Linked DNA regions of Sus scrofa: region 1 is linked to region 2. The links are chromatin contacts, called in public targeted proximity ligation maps. All regions are on one chromosome and are shown on one strand. The core of a region is the stretch at or near the end of the contact, and the rest is flanking DNA. Distances in the headings are between cores, read along the strand shown.

Region 1 (2,754 bases), core at 187-2,686, 310 kb before region 2:
TCCTATTCTCTTCCCATCCTGCAAGCTCTCCCTAGGCAGTCTCATCCCCACCCATTACTTCTATACCAGGAATCCAGATCTTTACCTTTAATTTCGGTTTGTCTCTTGAACACCAGGTTCAGACATACAGCTAATTCACACATACATACTCTAAATCTCTATCTAGACGCACCATAGCTACCTTAAATACATCATATCGGAGCTCAAATTCAGGAGCTTCTGGTTGAAGATGGTAGATTGAGTGTATCCATTTATCCTTTTTCAGAAAAATCATTCAAATCAAAGTAAAGAAATAATGGCGTTCCCGTCGTGGTTCAGCGGTTAAGGAACCTGACTAGCATCCATGAGGACGCAGGTTTGATCCCTAGTCTCACTCAGTGGGTTAAAGATTCGGCATTGCTGTGGTGTAGGTTGCAGGTGTCGCTGTGGCTGTGGCGTAGGCCGGTGGCTACAGCTCCGATTGGACCCCTAGCCTGGGAACCTCTATATGCCGCGGGTGCGGCCCTAAAAAGACAAAAAGACTAAATAAATAAATAAAATTATAGGAAAGAAATAAGAAAGCATGACCCTCCCAACCCCACCCAACAAGAGCATGGGAGAGAAGTAGAAGAGTGAAGATTTCAACAAAGTTCTGGAAGCAGGAGGTAGATGGAGAGGGAAGTATGCTCAGGAAGAACATTGCAGCCTAGGACACCTGAGACGGAGACCACAGCCAAGGACAGGCTTAATGCATCTGCCTGAAAGAAACCCAGTCTCCTCACAGACTCCAAACTCTACAGAAGGCAAGGGAATTTGAAAGGAAAACAAACGCAAGTACTTCAGTATCTTCAGAAATATATCGGGACGGTGATTGCTCCATAAAACAAAAGCAGGGGCAAAGATGAGGGCCAACCCTTTCTCCACCAACTCCTACCTCAGTGAATGCCACCATCAGCCACCCAATTTCCTAAAGGCAGGAAGTGGGAAAGTGATTCTTTATTCTTCCCTGCTCCTTAACCCTCATCCCATAAACTAAGGGTTGATTCTGTCTCCTAAATAGTTCTCTTCTCCCACAGCCATGGTCTCTCATAGATTTTTCCTGTGTCTTCCCTGGATTCTCTCACTAGCTTTATTTTTGTTCTTCCTAACTCTGGTTTGAAGTCTTCTCAAATGCTTCTCCAGAAATTCAGAATTCCTAATCAGCCAGCATCTAGGCTACTGCCCTTCCACCAGTGAGTGCTCAATGGTTATCTTGAGTAATTTCTAACTATCTGCCAGCCCCACATTTTCGCAACTTCGTGCTTTGTTCGCTGTCTCCCACTCATGTGAACTTACTTTTGGTTCTTCCTCCAGACAAGTCTCCTCTTTAAAATGTGCTGTTCTTCCAGTTGGAACCCCTGTTCTCTTGATGGTGTGGGAACTCCGTTCAGGCTCAGCTCAAGTGTTACTTCCCCTAAGGAAGTCCCCTCACTTCCCTGGACTGATGTGTGAATCTAGTCCTTCTCTGTCCTGTGTATCTCATCTGCCTCCACTACAGACATTTTGTGTTAAATTGTAATTGTGTGTTTCCTGTTTCCCCAGCAGACGGTAGGCTCTTTGGAGGCAGGAACCAATCCTGCTAAAAAGGATTCCTTGCACACGTGTCACATGACTGATCATAATCACAGCAGAAGGAAACTCAAGAAATCACCCATATAGTCCCTGCCCTTGGGACCAATGAGGTATGGTCATTTTTGTTTTATTAGATGAGGCAACTGAATCACAGAGATTAAGTGATTTTATTTAAGGTTGTAAGGCTGGAGCATACAGCTTTGTAGGTGTGATGGAATAGAGGTGGGAGGACAGTGGTGGTCTCTCAGTTTCCTACCATCTTGTGGAGTGATTCTCCTGCTACGTAATGACACCGCTTACCAATCTATTATCACTTGCTAAAGAAATTTAATTGGAAAAAAGAAAATGTAAATAAAAGCCATTGCCCAAACTAAAGGGATTGCTTTCTTTAAAATAATTGGCATTCCGTGTCGTGGCACAGGGGAAATGAATCCAACTAGGAACCATGAGGTTTCGGGTTTGATCTCTGACCTCGCTCAGTGGGTTAAGGATCCAGCGTTGCCGTGAACTGTGGTGTAGGTGGCAGAGGAGGCTTGGGTCTGGCGTAGTTGTGGCTGTGGGGTAGGCTGGCAGCTATAGCTCCAATTAGATCCCTAGCCTAGGAACCTACATATGCCACAGGTGTGGCCCTAAAAAGCAAAAATAACTAACTAAATAAATATTAAAGAAATAAGATAATGACAATTATTAAATGATTTTTTAACATTTTATTGAATTATAGCTGATTTATAGCATTGTGAACATATTATATGATGTTTTCAAGCCTAGCCTCTTTGAGACAGGAAGGTAATTACCCTTTGATATCACCTATTTAGTCATTAGGCATTATGTCCCATATGTAATTTTCTATTACAACCAACTAACAAGCAAATGCTTCCCCTAGTTCTGTTCTTCCCGTAGTTGTCTTACTGCAACATCTGGCATATATGCCAAAGGCGGCAGATGGGCCAAATATTAGCCATGTGCCAGCCAGCCAAAGCTGTTCTGGTCCTTACCTGAGTGCATGCTTAAGTGACCTGCCATCGCCTTACCCTATTCTTGGGAGTTTGCAAGTTTCTTTGCTCCAGGAAAAGGTCTGTTTTCTCCTTCTTTTCTGTCTCCCTTGGTGCCCTGTCAAAGTGGTGCAATCCTGATACATACTCCAGAGAGACTTGCTGATTTGAT
Region 2 (2,742 bases), core at 151-2,650:
TGCCCCTTTCCATTTGGCCCTTGTGCCAGGTGCCAGTTAACTCAGCACATCCCCGCCTGATAGGGCTCGTTAGGAGGAACCATCACTCCCTCCCGTGGCCTGGCCCTGCCGCCCACGCCAGCATTAAGAACTGGGTACCAGGGATGCCCTGCAGGACTCTGTGACCCACAGGGGCTTTGGAAGTATCGCTTCTGTTCTGCTCCGTTAGAAAGCCCTGTGGCTGCCAAAGCCCCATTCTACATGGAAAATACTTATCCTGACTTGAAAACATCTCCTTTAAAAGCAAACAGTGCAAGAAGTCTGACTGCCCCAGAATTTTCCACATAGAGGGGAGGGAATCAAATTTAAAGATATCGTTGGAGTTCCCGTTGTGGTTCAACAGGTTAAGAACCCATCTAGTAAGTGTCCATGAGGATGTGGGTTCAATCCCTGGCCTTGGTCAGTGGGTTAAGGATCCAGCATTGCCTCAAGGTGCAGCATAGGCTGTGGATGCGGCTCAAATCCAGCATTACTGTGGCTATGGCTGCAGCCTACGGCTCCAATTCGACCCCTAGCCTGGGAACTTCCATATGCCACAGGTGCAGCCCTAAAAAGACAACGTATATATATATAGTCTTTTGTAAGTTATGAAAACTGTGAATGTGTATAGGTATAAAGTGTAAAACAACCTAAACATCCACTGATGAACGAATGGGTCTAGAAACCATGCTATATCCATGCAATGGAATAGTATTCAGCCTTAAAAAAGGCGATTCTGCAGCATAGCGTCCTCAAGGTCCAGCCATGTCAAGTGAAATAAGCCAGTCACAGGAAGCAACTCTCCTGGGGAGAGGCAGAAAAGCAGCATTACTAATCAATCATTAAACAAGATGAGTTAAGTTCTAGAAATCCGATGTTCAACACTACCTATGGTTAACGCTGCTGTATTATGCACCTAAAAATTTGTTAAGACGGTAGATCTCATGTTCAGTGTTCTTACCACAATAAAATAAAATAGAGCAAAGTGGTCCCCTGCCAAAAAACATTTTTAATAGATAAATCTGTATTGCGACTTTTTTTTTTAAGTGAGGAGTTCCCTGGTGGCACAGTGGGTTAAGGACCTGGCATTGTCACTGCAGCAGCTCAGGTCACTGCTGTGGCCCAGGTTCAATCCCTGACCTGGGAACTTCCCCCTGCTGAGTAACCAAGACCCAAGCCTACCCACAGACAGATAGATGTGAGGCCAAGTTGGCCAGGCACCCTGAAGTCTCACCTCCAGATGGGGAGGGCACAGAGAGGGTACAGCCCAGCTCTGCCCTGGCTGCAGCCTCCATGGTCCGCAGCCCATGCTCTTGCCCCACTGAGGAGGACCTACCAGAGGCTATGACCAAATATGGCCAGGTCCCACTGACACGCTCCATCGCGTGAGTCACTGAGAAAAATCGCTCTGCAACAACTCCCACAGTGTGCCCTGGCCCCGGGGCCTGGAGCCACTGGATTCTTGCTTCCACAACAGAAATTTAAACCAAAAAAAAAAATCTCTTCCTTAAAAATGACAAGCCAGAAACACAAGTTGGACAAAGGTCATGTTTAAAAAAAGGAAAAAAAAAAAGAAATTCTCTGCAGGTCAGAAGGTGAAGGATGCCCCCCAGAATGGGGAGGGAGGGGTGGTCTGCAGGAAATTCCTCAGGCACAGCAGAGCGCAGTCCTGGGAGAGGAAGTCCAGAGGCCACCGTGGGTGTGCTTTGTTAGCGGGAGCTCCAGCCTCCTGACCAAGGCTGAGTCACCTCGGGAGAAACCTGGGCCTTGGCGTCGGTGAAAACGCAGCACAGTGGGCCTGGAAGGGAGCAGGTTAGCAGGGAGCTTTCCCCACTGGCAGGGCCCCAGGAGCAGCTGAAGAGCTGCATTTTAATAGCTCCTCCAGCACCTTTTCTGAGGTTCATTTCATTGTGTCTTTGTGCTTTTTTTTTTCTCTCTCTCTTCCTCCTTTGAACAAACAGAACAGAACAAACATGACCTATGAGAAAATGTCCAGAGCCCTGCGCCACTACTACAAACTAAACATTATCAGGAAGGAGCCAGGACAAAGGCTTTTGTTCAGGTAGCACTTCCTTTTTCTGCTTTCCTTCTTTGGGGAGGATATTGTTTTCTTCAAATAAGAGGGAGGAGGGAGATGGTTCAGATTGCTACCTGCCTATCTGATCCTCAGCACCATTGCTGCTACACACTGGATACCAGATGCTGGTTTGTTACACTGAAAAAAAAAAAATTAACTTATATCCATCCCAAAGACAAAACTACGAATAAACACACCTTTAAAATAAAGCAATGCTCAGATTGTATTATCTGGCCTTTATATCCACTGTTAAAGGGAACAATCAGTAACGAACAGCAAAGCAAGGACCCAACTCCCTTGAGACTTGGAAAATGAAAGCGAGGCAGGAGCATTATTATTATATTATTATCATGCTTCCCTGACACTGTAGGCTGATGTCTAGACTGCATGATTGACTCCTAGATGAATTCAACAATCTCTACCTCTGGTCCGCTCTCCTGCCTCCTGCATTCATGATACACACTGCCAGCTGCCCTGCACCGCCAGGGACTTGAGACAGACCTGGGCATATATGTATATTGCTTTAACATTTGCTTTTTTAACACATACATGCCCAGGTCGGTCTCAAGTCTACTGCCCTTTACGAGGCAGTTCAAAAGTCTGAAAGCTATTGCATTAGACGCTCCTCTTTCCAAAATCCCGCACAG

What was found.
Region 1: a contact with region 2 is called in a targeted proximity ligation map of alveolar macrophages. A contact is called at or near these places in 3 of 47 Hi-C or Micro-C datasets (blood, embryonic fibroblasts and epiblast stem cells) and 1 of 2 datasets of targeted methods (alveolar macrophages).

Annotation. Positions count from the first base shown.
Region 1 is chr5:60,838,058-60,840,811 of Sscrofa11.1, reverse strand. LOC106507269 (a long non-coding RNA gene) reads left to right here. Exons shown (of 5, transcript XR_002344104.1): 2 at 1,561-1,700. Among named protein-coding and RNA genes, the nearest start is that of ETV6, 63 kb to the right of the region's middle.
Region 2 is chr5:60,531,154-60,533,895 of Sscrofa11.1, reverse strand. ETV6 (transcription factor ETV6) reads left to right here. Exons shown (of 8, transcript XM_005652587.3): 7 at 1,980-2,080. Among named protein-coding and RNA genes, the nearest start is that of BCL2L14, 170 kb to the right of the region's middle.